Regions from separate parts of the Zea mays genome. Here all the other regions are linked to region 3. The links are chromatin contacts, called in public Hi-C maps. All regions are on one chromosome and are shown on one strand. The core of a region is the stretch at or near the end of the contact, and the rest is flanking DNA. Distances in the headings are between cores, read along the strand shown.

Region 1 (4,346 bases), core at 1,332-3,831, 130 kb after region 3:
TGACTTAGAAATATGTTACTTGAGTCCATCCAAATATTTTAAGCCATCCCATTGGTCATAACCCAACCTCACATTAGATTGCACCTTTTCTTTAGCCTTTTCCTGCAACTGACTCTTGGAACTCCAATTTCCAATTCTTAGACCATCTCCAGAATACTCTATATCCCACCTTCTATTTCAATCTCCACTCTATGCATAGTGCACTCTATAGTGCAAAATATTGTTTGCACGACCATATACATGCTTTGTTGGAGGCAGCATTAGCAATTCTGCTACTCAAATGAGTTCTAATATGATGGTATGATCATCAAGAACATATCCAAATGCTGGAATGACCCAACATATACTCTCTTCTTCATCCTAGCCATAGATCCATAAGCCATCTACTTGACCTTCACCTTCACTTGGTCCCTCGAAGCCCTTTCCTTGTCGTCTTCACCCTATCAGAATATCTCCAAGTCACATTACATTGAAAACCAACTTGATCAATGTCCAATTCTTTTCTTCATATCTTTCTTCCACCAAAGATCACTCAACATTTTGTGACTTCTCTTCAGCTTGATTAGTCTCTCGACCAAATGCATGTACTTTAATGTTTATAACATGACAAATGTAAATCATAGTCATAAACACTTTCTTGCACTTGATATCAAGTTGAAAAGATTATTATGATATTTTACACTTGATATCACTTGGTGTTGGGTAAGACAAGAATTTGGGATAAAATTTAGACTTTAGAACCTATATTAAAGCAGTAGCTTTGAGCTCTGGCTCTCCAAGAAATCCGATTCTCGAGATCAGGACACCCACCATGCATAATGTCTTCGTGAACCGCTCATGCGATGCTAGGTGAATCACGAACCCTGTGTTAGGAAATTGAGGAACTTTAGGTCATGTGACGTGAGACCATGTAATGTAACTAGCTTATATCACGTACCCTATGTCAAAAGATGGATGAATTGGTTGAGTCTCTTGATGAACACGCTCATGATGGTGAACACTACAACACATGACGACGCGGAATTAGGACATTGACCAACGATGGCACGATGACATCGATTTATTTCTTAGATCTACACCGATTTGTTTCTCAACCTAAGTTATATGGTATGTGATATACTTAGTGCATACTTGATACTTGGGGCTGGGGCCAATATCTTCGGGGGCTAGGGCGACTGCTCCCTTGCCCCTCAATAGGGTCAACCATGTGTATGGTAAACAATAATTTTAACGTGCACATGCAAATATAGGAATGAAAGGAATTATATGCCAACTAACTTTGCAAGATACTAAGTCTAGTTACCTAACATGGGTAGGGAAATTTGGGTCCATAAATTCTACTAACCCACTTGACAATGACATGATCCAATGCGAGTCTCTACAATTCCCAAACTACGGGACTTCTCACTCCCCCTTTGAGATCCAAACTAAATAGATCAAAGATGCCCGAGAGGGAGAGTGAATTGCGTTTTTAATTTTATTGTTGTTGGAACCTGCCCTTCACGACAGGTTGATCCAACGGGAATTTAGGGAGAGAGTTTGCAAAGCTTAACACAGATGTCAAAAACCTTGTTCATCTCCCTGTACATGGGCACAATACAGGGGTATTTATAGGTACTCGAGGGGCCACTTGTCCCTGTCAAAGACATTTTAGACCCTCGAGTACCTGGTTTATCCCCGAAATATTCCCACGAGAGGAGGTTACAGACAGTCATTACGATAAACTTTATTACAGACACGACCCTAATCGCACATGCCCATGCGGGGCCCAACTCTGTGGGCCGAACCGCACATAGGCCTCTCTCTGTGGCGAGGGAGTGGGAGGTCCCGTAGACTTCGACGGGGCCTTCGTCTTGTCACGTGAGAGCGAAGGGGGTCGAACCGGCCTTCATCCGGTAGCGCCCTTGGCCTGTCCTAGCGGGTTTTTGTGGATCCAGCCTTCGCCTGCGCAAGGCAGGGACGAAGTCGTCGAGCGAAGGGTGGCGTGTTCGCCTTTGTCCCAACAATTACACAAATTAAAACTAATAACAAATTAAAACTAATAACAAGCCCAACTTTACCCCTTGCGCCTAGAAGTGTATTTTATCTATTGACCAAAGATTTGCACCCCAAGTTCCAATATTATACTAGCATTGAAAAATCTAGTAAAGTAAATACTTGAATATACTTGCTCAAGTGAAATGCTTGACGTAAAGAAAGGATTAGGAATGTTATAAAAATAGAATGTACTATAAAAATATATGATGCGAGTAATCTAATACCACAAGTATTAGTATTTTTTTATCTATACTTGGTTAAAGTTAAATTTCTTTAATTCCTCGAAATACAAGATGAATACTTGTTTTAGGATGGAGGGGATATTTTTATTTTGACAATCTCGACTATGAATGCATCTCTATGTTTTGTTAAGAGATAAAATTAAAATGACAGTTATTTTCGAATAAACCTTAAATTTTAGAGTATTGGAAGAGAATACGGCAACCTGCTGCAGTCGCCGCAGCTTAAAAGCTGCCGCGAGCAGCCAAAACTATTCACCGACATTTCGGCGCAGAAAAAGGATGCCACCCAACACCCATCAATCAAATTCTCGAAGATAACGACCAAGAGATTAAAAAAGTATCTTCATGGGTTCGCTCTCACAGCCCACGCAGGAGGCACCGAACATTCTAGCCCTCTGTGGTGTCAACGGCAAGGCAAAGCGAAGCCATCAAGTTCGCCGTCCAAACCAGCAGCAGCCTCCATCGGACGGCAGAGAGCAGCCGCTCGCCACTTGGATTCAAACGCCCCGTCACTCTAATCGCGTAGAAACTACCAAATTACCCCTAGCCCCCTCCCTCAGTCTCCCTGCAGCTGCTCCGTCGGAACGGACAACCGCGGCCATCCCCCAGCCCCCCCTCTTGCTGCACACTCGCACTGCTAGGGTTCGCTCGCAATCCAGCCTCTACGCCATGGCGAAGACAAAGCAAGGGAAGCGGGACGTCGACGCCTACACCATCAAGGGCACCAACAAGGTGGTCCGAGGTAAGCCCTTGCCCGGCCGTGCTCTTGGTCGACGCCGTCGCGTGCTCTGGTCTAAGGTTTGAGCTTTGACGGCTCTGGCTGCTGTGCGTGAACCGTGAAGTGGGGGACTGCGTGCTGATGCGGCCGGCGGACACGGACAAGCCGCCGTACGTGGCGCGGGTGGAGCGGATGGAGTCGGACGGGCGCGGCGGCGTGCGGGTGAGGGTGCGCTGGTACTACCGCCCGGAGGAGGCCAAGGGCGGCCGCCGCCCGTTCCACGGCTCCAAGGAGCTCTTCCTCTCCGACCACTTGGACACGCAGAGCGCGCACACCATTGAGGGCAAGTGCATCGTTCACTCCTTCAAGAGCTACACCAAGCTCGACAACGTCGGCCCGGAGGACTTCTACTGCCGATTTGACTACAAGGCCGCCACCGGTGCATTCACCCCCGACCGTGTCGCCGTGTAACGAGCTCTTCCTTTTCTTTAGCCTTTTCTTTTTGTCATGTGGTGCTCATTAGTTCGTATTGTCTCTTTGCTTCTGATGTAATGTGGGATTGCTTGTCTTATGGCATCGTTTGTATGTGAAGGTATTGCAAGTGTGAGATGCCGTACAACCCAGACGACCTCATGGTGCAGTGTGAAGGCTGCAAGGACTGGTAAAATCCTGTAAAAATTTCACATTTTCTCCCAATAATGCATGCTTTGAAAGGGATATATTTTGTAAATCACTGTGAAATAGCTCCACATCCCCCTCTCTCAACAATGCATGTCTTGAAATGGTGCATATGTGGTGGTTATATGTTCCGCCTTTTGTGGAGATGTTGTATTTTTCTGCTCTCTGGCTCTATGTCTACTTTGTCATGCGGAATGAACTAACTAGTTTATCTTGCGTTTATTTAGTTTCCTTGTGACTGAGGGGCAAAGCATTAAACATCTGGAGTATCTACTTTGGTCAGGATTAAGACTAAACATTGATGGATGAGCATGAGGTTTCTTGAGCCTTATGCTCCTGTGTTTGCTTGGTCCTTATACAAGATATATATGGTATTCAATACTGACTAGTATTGCTTACACAGTCTTTATATATATATATATATATATATATATATATATATATATATATATATATTTTCAAGGGCTATTTAAACACATATCATCAAAGAAAGGACTGGTTTTCTGCAATTTTTTGTAGCATTTGTCTGTTTTAGTATACCTGTTGCACATTGGCTTTTCTTGCTTGACAAGCAGCTATCTAGTTATATGGACCTGATTGTGGTACATGCAATTCCCCTGGAATACTATGAAATTAATATAGAATTGGATTAGAATTTAAAACAGATGGTG
Region 2 (4,112 bases), core at 1,506-4,005, 210 kb after region 3:
AGTGAATTTAATATCAGCAATGTTGAATATTTAGATAAATTAAAATAAAGCGGACCAAAATAAGATAGTTCTAAGAGATCTTGAATTTTTTTTATTTTGGAGATCAAGTACATGACGTAAAATAATATAAAAATGTAGATGAGCTGGTTTCATTCATAGAAAGAAGTGTGTACTCAGAAGAGAACAATAGCCCTTCTGCTAATACGACATCAAAACACCTCATAAGCATCAGAACAAAAAGAACACTTCCTAAGCAACTACCTGTCTTTCTAGTAGCTGATCATATGTTCCTCGAGTTGACAATTGTGATCCAGTCTTCCCATTTCCATACACCTGATATGGTAAGGGTGAGCTTGCATCAGTTGAAGCAGCATCAATAACCTGCTCATTTTCATATTTATACCTAGGAAAAGAATGCATATCTGGTCAACATCTAACCCGAAAATAATAAGCAGCTCAGCTAGTATGTGTAGCAACTCAATTCAGAACACATTGATTGATGAAAATCAGCACACATTACGGTACGCCTTTTCGATTACAAGCTTAATGTTAATATTAAGATCATATCCACTTCCAACAAAGTGACATATACATTTAAATGCCTAAACAGTATATTAATTTCCCAACTAGAACTTAACAAATTTATGTATATAAATACGATCTCTGATCTCACCCATGAGCACATAACTAGACCATCAAGAAGAATTCTTCTGCACAATCAGCACTATGTGTGACAAAAACCAAAAATACACAGAACTCTTCTTAATGTATGAGATACAGTGATAAGAAAATTGAAGACAAGGCATGTAATACCTCAGTAGTTCTGCATCAGCGCGTATGTCAATCTTGTCAGTTTCTCTATGTATAAGTGTTTTCATGCGTGATGTGTAGGTAATGATTGACTGCAGAAGCATGAATGGATTCTTTAGGGAATCCAATGCAACAAGTTTAACATATGTTGGTATTTCACCAACCAAGTCAATACCCAGCTTTTCTGCATCTAATTGGCAACTTGAATTAATGCCACACCCTTCAAATGCCGGGAATGAACTTCGAATTGTTTCAATCATATCCGCAGCAAGAGTTTCACATGCCTTCCGAATGCTCCTTTCACCTGCAGTTTCTAAAAGATCCTCTGGCAATCTATTGCTTTTGATAGTCGATGGGTAAAGATCATCTCTATCACTCTGCAATTGCATATCCACAAGAGCACCTGTAGCTCCAGCCACGCCTATACTTGATCTTCGCACGTCCCTTGCTTGGTTAACGAACTGATGTAGCCGGCGCTGGTATTCAGCAAATATTTTGTGCGCTTCATCGCATTGCTGTTCATATGCTTGGAGCATAACTTGCTTGTGCCTATTTTTAATTTTTTAAAAAAAATGTCAATTGTTGTAGATCTGCTACAAGCACACCATCACCACTTGGCACAATTTATATAAAGAAATAAGTGAAATTGCAAAGGATGGCGGGAGAAACACAAATGCAGTATCAGTATCACTTATTGTTTTCAAATAGATCATGTTAATGCTGACCATAAAACAACTATACCACCAACATTGACGCCGACTGCCTCTGTGTGTGAGCTCAACGGCCTTTTAACATGCTAGGAGTTGGGTATGACTTCTCATATGTCAGCAGGCTTACTACTAAGAATTTCATGGCTTATTAATGCAACAAGCCAACAAACACATAGAAATATGAATTTATTAGCACTTAAAAACTTTCAAAGGGATTGTCATCAGATGTTGGTATATGCACAAACACTGATTCCAGATGTAGACAATTGATAGGAATAGGAATATAAAGATAGTATTTGTTTTTTTACTAATGAAGGAACATCAAACTGAGTAGATTGTATAGATGGCGTTTTACTATGTGCCATCTTCTGGATTTCATATATCTGAAAACCCCTTTGTTCACACAAAAGTATAGTCCGTTCACAGCAAAGTATATTCCTATCAAACTAGGATTAACAATGATGTCAGCTTCCAAGCAATCATATCAATACAACGTGCACCATTATTTTTATTAGTGGAATAGTTACAGCCAGGAGCACCTACATCTTTTGTGCCATTTCTGAGAAGATTTTGTAAGCCCCAAAACTGAATACAAGGATGTAGCAACAATTAAATCGCCTAGAAGAACCCCACAATTCTGCTATAGTTTCAGGTACCTGGCATTGGAGCGCTCACCGAGGACGCGCTTGCGCTCCGCCTCCTCCCTGGCGACCTCCGCGATGCGCGCGCGAAGCTCCTTGCGCTGCCTCCTCACGATCCCACGCAACCGCTCGGCCTCCTCAGCGGCGAGGTCCCGCTCCCTCGCCTCGGCCTCCCTGGCCGCAGCGTCACCCGCGCCCGCCCCCATCGCTCCGCCCTCCCGCGCCCGCCGGGCCGCGACGCCGTGGACGAGGATATTGCGGCGCGCGGTGGCGACGGTTCGCTCGGAGCGGACGCGGCGGAGCAGGAAGGACCAGACGGGGATCATGTTGCCCCGGCAGATCTTGCGGAGCTGATCCGGTGCAGGAGGGGCCGAGGGGTACCCCATCTCGTCCTGCAGCCACTCGATGATGGCATCCGGGGAGACGCCTCCGGGGCCGCTACCCCCCGAGACGGAGGACGCGGGCATCGCTGCCGGCGGTCGCGCAAACCCTAGCCACGCGGCGCTCGATCTGGGGAGAGGGGATTGGGGTAGGGGAGGGTGGCTAGTGGCGGTAGAGGGAGGGAGTGCGAATGTTTTTTTGAAACTTTCTTGTGGGTTTGCGTTGGATCTGTCCGCTTGAACGGCGCTGGCCGGCTGTTTGCCAGTCGAGGTCGAGGACGGCCGTTGCGGGTGAGAGCCCTGTGTGAGTGTCAGTGTCGCTGCCGTGTGTCAGTGGACCATGGCACCTCTCTTTATTTTCTAGACAATTCAGAAATTATACTAATCCATTTTCATTTGGATATATTGAAGATATTAAAATTAAATTAGATCAAATATCAAATCTGTTAGTATTGGAAGTGAGTTTCAAATCATTTTTGTTTGAATGTATATGACTTACCATTCCATCCAATACCTAGAGTTTTGGCTCTGAATTAGACACTTTTTAGTTCAAGTACAATTCCAAAGAATTGAGCTTTAATTTCAGCTCTGAATTCTTTAGTAAGCCAAAAACAGGAATTCAGAATTCATGATTCCAATTCCCAATTTCATTATTAAATATCTACATCCAAACAGGGTATTATGTGTCACTAGATCCACATGTCATACATAAAAAAAATATCTCCTAAATATTATTCAATGACACATAAGTGACGAATATAAAATCCAATGGCATCTAGAAGATTTTTCTACGGGTGTCGGCTCTTCAATGGGTCTCTATCCTCGACAAAAGAAACATTATCACATTATTTTATATGACATTAACGGACACACTACATCCAATAACAATACATCACAAATAAATCTAAGAAAAAACATTATAATCATTCAAAACAATAAAAAAAGTAACACGTGGACTGGTGGGCAGGACAGCTGGTGGCTGATCGTTTAGGTTGTGTGGATGGGTGCTTAAAAGAGTTGTGAGATGTAGGATTAGTTGTTGGGCATATGGTATATTGGGCTGCACAGTGATTTTACTGCGTAAATTTTACCCATACGTATCTGGTTTGGATTATGCTTTTCCATACTCATACCCACCATATCCAATATGTGAATAATTTCTCCTAAATTTATATCCATGGGGATTAAAATCTTCACATACTCTAAGCTTAATAGAGGAATTATACATGGATTAACGGGTATCGGGTCTGCATTGGCACCTCTAAGTATACCTAACTCTCTAGTGATACACACCATCGGCAAAATCTACCCTCTTCTTTCCAAGATTATTGTTAAAGGGTGTTTGGTTCTGGGGACTAAAGTTTAGGCCCCTTTGAAATGTAGAAATTCTAAAGAAATCATACAGGAATTATTTATTTTTTAGGAAAAACATAGGAAATAACATTCCAAATAGGGCCTTAGTACGTATCACATGACATGTTTGAAAAGTTATTACGAGTATTAAATAGTCTAATTATAAAATTAATTACATAGGTGGAGACTAAACAATGAGATAAATTTATTAAGCCTAA
Region 3 (4,386 bases), core at 889-3,388:
CGTCTCTGTCGCGGTGTGGCCCGTCGTCAAGGACACGAGCTGCCAGATCAGGGTGCGCGAGCCGGCGAGGGAGTACGGATACAAGAACAAAGTCATGCTCTGACTTGCAAGCAACACCCAACTCCGCCCGCCGCCTTGTCCGGCCGCCACACGACCCGGACGCTTTTTCACCCATCCCGTTCCGCGGTCCAACACACAGCACGGAGCTCCACTGACAGTCACACACACAGGTGAGATGAGACACGAGGGTGCATCTGCCACCGTTCCTTCCAAAAACCATGGACGTTTTTTTCATCAGCTCCTCACACACGGACACGGCACAAATGTCTAACACCTAAACCAAGCAATTTACATAGTACAAAACATTCATCACAATGGACGTGGATCGGTCGCCGGAGAAGGGCTCAGAACTCGGCGGTGTTGCCGAGCTCGCGCTGCCGGCGCCTGAACGACATGAGCCCGTCCGACACGATGCTCCCGCCGCAGTCCTCGCACTCGGCGCTGCTGCCGGTCAGGTCGTTGTTATACTCGGTGCCGCCGTCGTCGTTGTCGAGGTCGCCCCGCATGGCGCGGAGGGTCTTCCGAGCCATCTCGCGCCGGACGCCGCCGCCCTCGTCGGCCACCACGCGCCGGAGCGCCCGGTCCGCGCCGGCCGCGCGCGCCAGGCCGCGGAACCGGAGGCTGCCACGGCTCATCGCGTACATCGCCGACACGCACCACTCCTCCAGGCCCGCCGCCGCCGCCGCTGCGCCGCCGTCGGAGAGGAGGATGGCGGAGACGGACGCCACGGCTCCCGCGTCCATGAGCGCGTTGCGGCCCTCGGCGCAGGCTGCCACGTTGCAGGCCACCATGAGCGCAAGCCTCCGGACGGGGCCCGGGTCGGCGGCGCCCGAGGCCACGGCGAGCAGCGCCTTGGGCGCGCCGGGGAAGCGCGCGACCTTGGACTGGTTGACGGCGGCGAGGGTGAGGTGGTAGAGCGCCATCCCGGCGTCGCGGCGCGCGCGGGGCGGGTGGGCGCGGGACGCCAGCAGGTCCAGGAGCGGCGGCACCGCGCCCAGCACGCCAATGGCGGCGCGGTTGTCCTCGTGGATGGCAAGCCCGAAGAGCGCCCCCGCCGCGTGCTCCCGCGCCTCGGGCGCCGACGCGGCCGACCGCAGCACCTCGACGAGCGCCGGCACCGCCCCCGCGCGCACGATGCGCACCTTGTTGCCGGGCTCCAGGGACAGGTTGACCAGGGCGGCCGCCGCGTCCACCCGGGCGGCGGCGTGGCGCGGGAGCAGCAGCACGCGGCGCAGCGCGCCGAGGAGGCGCGGCGTGCACAGCGCCAGCCGCCGCTCCGCGCCCTCCCGCGTCGCCTCACGGAGCGCGCCCATCGCCGCGGCCACCACGCCGCCGCTGCCGTCGTCCGCGCGCATCACCTTGCCCACCACGTCGTCCTCCAGCGGGTCAGCCGGCGCCTCCGCCTCCGCCTCGTCCTCCGCCGCGGTGATCTCCGAGGCCGACCCGTACGACGACGTGGACGAGTTGGATGTGCTCGCGGCCATCACCGCCGCCACGCGCCTGGCAGTGGTCCTGGCGGCCGCCGGAGGCATAGCGCGCAGCACGGCCTGCCTCGCCGCCTCGGCAGAGAGCGGCGGCGGCGGCGGCCCCGCCCGTCCAGAGCGCGCGCACCAGGTGCCGATGGCCGCCTTGAGCGCGGCGTTAGGGATGACGGTGCGGAGGCCCCCGGCCTCGGCGCCCGGAGGCAGGAACGCGAGCTCAGCGCAGGCCTGGAGGCAGGCCCGCTCGTAGGTGTTCCCCGACGGCAGTATGACGGGGTCGGCCATGAGCGCGCCGGAGATCGGGCACAGGAACGCCTCGGGCACCGGCTGGGCCACCCAAGCCTCGGAGCGCGCGGGCGAGGCGGGGCCCGGTGGCGGCGCCGACGACCTGGACGAGGGCGAGCACGGCGCGCTGGTGGTGCGGTGGAACGGGAGCTTCCAGCGCCGCGGACGCGCCGCACCCATGGAGCGGCGAACTGCCGCGAGGGGGGGGTGGGGGGTATACGCTGGTAGTCTCTGGTAGATTAGCTAGCTTGGGGAAGGCGGTGGAGGGACGATGTGTGCTTTTGCTACAGCCTCGGGCATGTTTTTCTGGTTGTGTGTCCGCTGCTTTTGGGGCTTGGGGGTGCTACTTCGTTCCGTTCTGTAGCTTGGGACTGGAGAGAGAAGGCGACGGAGGAGGGAAAGGGGAAACCTTAGCCTGGAAGGGACCGGTCGGTCGCTCTCCCTCGGGCTCCGGAAGTATGTGGGCTGCTGGAGCGCCCGTTTGGGCTCGTTTCGCTGGGGTTTCTCTCTCTGTTTTTTTTTTTTTGGCTCGGTCTCGCGTCGCCTGTGGTGGAGCAACAGCAAACAGCACTGTTCGTTTCACTCGGCAACCAACCACCATCGTCGTCTCGTAATAAATAAATAAATGAGCGCTTTTTAGCCGGCCGGAAATGCGGAAGAAAACACCGCTCCCTCCGGGCGGCCAGCAAACAGGTGCTGCAGACCAAAAGATCCAGACCAGGGGCGGTGGTGGCCTCCCTGTCATCCGAAGATTTTTTTTGTTTTGTTTTCGCCAGCTTGCTCTGCAAGTCTGGACCTGGACCTGGACTCGCCGTCAACAAAAACAACCCCGATAATTCGCAGGGCGGACGACGCGTGCGGATAACTGAGAGCCAAGACCAAAGTCAAGTGCAAACTAGCTGCAGCAACAAGCTGATGGATCATGGCATGCTGACGGGTGAACTGCATTGCACGCGCTTGTACTGTACGCCGTTCATGAGCCGCTTGCTGCCCACCAAAGCTCGCTTTCGCGGAGAGACAGAGAGGGGAAAAAAGGCAGCGGATTTGCTCATTGGCGTTGCAACAACAACAACCGGTGTTTTTTTTCCTCGGGACCCAACCGTTCTCTTCCTCCCGAATCCCGATGAAAACCGTGGTCGACAAACAGGCACGTACTATTCTCCCTCCCTCCCTCCCTCCAAACAATCCAGCGCAGAGTTGACACTGGGCCAAGCCGAGCGCAAGCAGCCGCGAATGGTTCACGGAATTCCCACAGCACCGTCTGCCAGTTTGGGGCCCGCCGGGCGTCGTCCAGCTGGTGGTCCAAGTCCAACGAAGCTTCGTACGTCCTCCGGGGCAACCCGTCCGTCTCCTCGTCGCCGCCCCGTCTGTCGTCTCGTCTCCACAGTGTAGTGTACTGGAGGCACGGGTCCGAGTGAGCTGGACGGGCATGGCGGGCCTCTAGCGCGCGGCGTGGGTAAAAACGTACTGCTCCGTGCGTCGCCGTCTCATCGCTTTCGTTCCAGACTTCACTGTTCTAATCTCGCTTCAGCTCGCCGCTCGGAAAGGGCCCAACAAGCGGCGAGGCCAAAAAAAGCTGGCTCTCGTCTCTACGTATCCTCCCCCCGCTAGCTCTTGTCTCTTCCAGTGGGTAGCATTGTATGGTATTATTATACTCCCTCAGCCGCTCTGCTCCTAAAGTAAACGGCAACCCATATGCTGTATTTTAATCCCGTCAAAGTGTGTTGCCGGCGCTGAAGAAGGAGAGCCCGGCCGGTTTGGGCAATTCTACTCGTCAACACTAACACGTGACTTTCGATCTATTCCGCTAGGCGCGTGGAGCCAGCCATATGAGGCCCGTGACCCAGCACCCGACGACGTCCTTGGCGCTAACGCAAAGCACCAACTGATGCATGTCATCATGAAAAGCTCGCAACAGTGGGAGTGGGATGCAATGCAACCAATGGCATATATGTGGCATCGTCGTTGAGCAGAGATTCCCATGCATGCATGATTGCTTATTAGCTAGTAACTCCTTGCCGCTCAAAGGTAACTGCATGCAGGTGAAGAGGATCCATCAGAGATCCCATGGAGCTGGAGCTGCAGCTGCGACGGGCTCTGGTGCTCCACTACGGTACTCTACTCAAGCTCGCCGCCGATCAACTAGAACTGATGATCCATCATGATGGCTAGCTTGTTAGTTATGGCATGTGTCGAAACCCTGATGGCAGATATCAGATCGATCGATGCGCGCGGCAGGCCCTGACTGACGAATGCACGCACGCTGATGAATGTGAATGATACACACCAGCTGCCTGTGTAAATGCAGTTTTACTCGACAGTCCTCCTACAAGCATCTATTAAAATTAATACACGTACGTTATCGTTCGTTGTCACCTCAGCTAGGCTAGCTCTAGAGAAAAACAAGAATCTAACATTACACGGGAATCTTCTCGGCACTACCTATGGTATGCATGCAGTAGTGCGACTAACTTGTCTGCAAATAAGATGCTTCTCTCTCCTCCCAACTCCACGGCCACAGAATACGTACGGCCTGCTATAGCTGCTGCCTCTTTGTCTT

Evidence for each region. Hi-C and Micro-C count contacts between places; a contact is called where the count stands out from the background.
Region 1: a contact with region 3 is called in a Hi-C map of ear, with 2.2 times the contacts expected there. The contact joins the promoter of LOC100284042 here to the promoter of LOC100281122 in region 3. A contact is called at or near these places in 4 of 25 Hi-C or Micro-C datasets (ear, endosperm, leaf and 1 more).
Region 2: a contact with region 3 is called in a Hi-C map of endosperm, with 2.8 times the contacts expected there. The contact joins the promoter of LOC100501140 here to the promoter of LOC100281122 in region 3. A contact is called at or near these places in 3 of 25 Hi-C or Micro-C datasets (ear, endosperm and tassel).

The regions. Positions count from the first base shown.
Region 1 is chr2:183,510,875-183,515,220 of Zm-B73-REFERENCE-NAM-5.0, forward strand. It overlaps LOC100284042, which reads left to right and starts at 2,582. Exons shown (of 5, transcript NM_001156940.2): 1 at 2,582-3,021; 2 at 3,122-3,464; 3 at 3,590-3,658. The coding sequence starts at 2,949.
Region 2 is chr2:183,590,564-183,594,675 of Zm-B73-REFERENCE-NAM-5.0, forward strand. It overlaps LOC100501140 (AUGMIN subunit 5), which reads right to left and starts at 2,756. Exons shown (of 10, transcript NM_001195943.1): 1 at 2,177-2,756; 2 at 814-1,359; 3 at 262-403. The coding sequence starts at 2,628.
Region 3 is chr2:183,376,468-183,380,853 of Zm-B73-REFERENCE-NAM-5.0, forward strand. LOC100281122 reads right to left here and starts at 2,139. Exons shown (of 1, transcript NM_001154041.2): 1 at 270-2,139. The coding sequence starts at 2,006. The coding sequence ends at 405.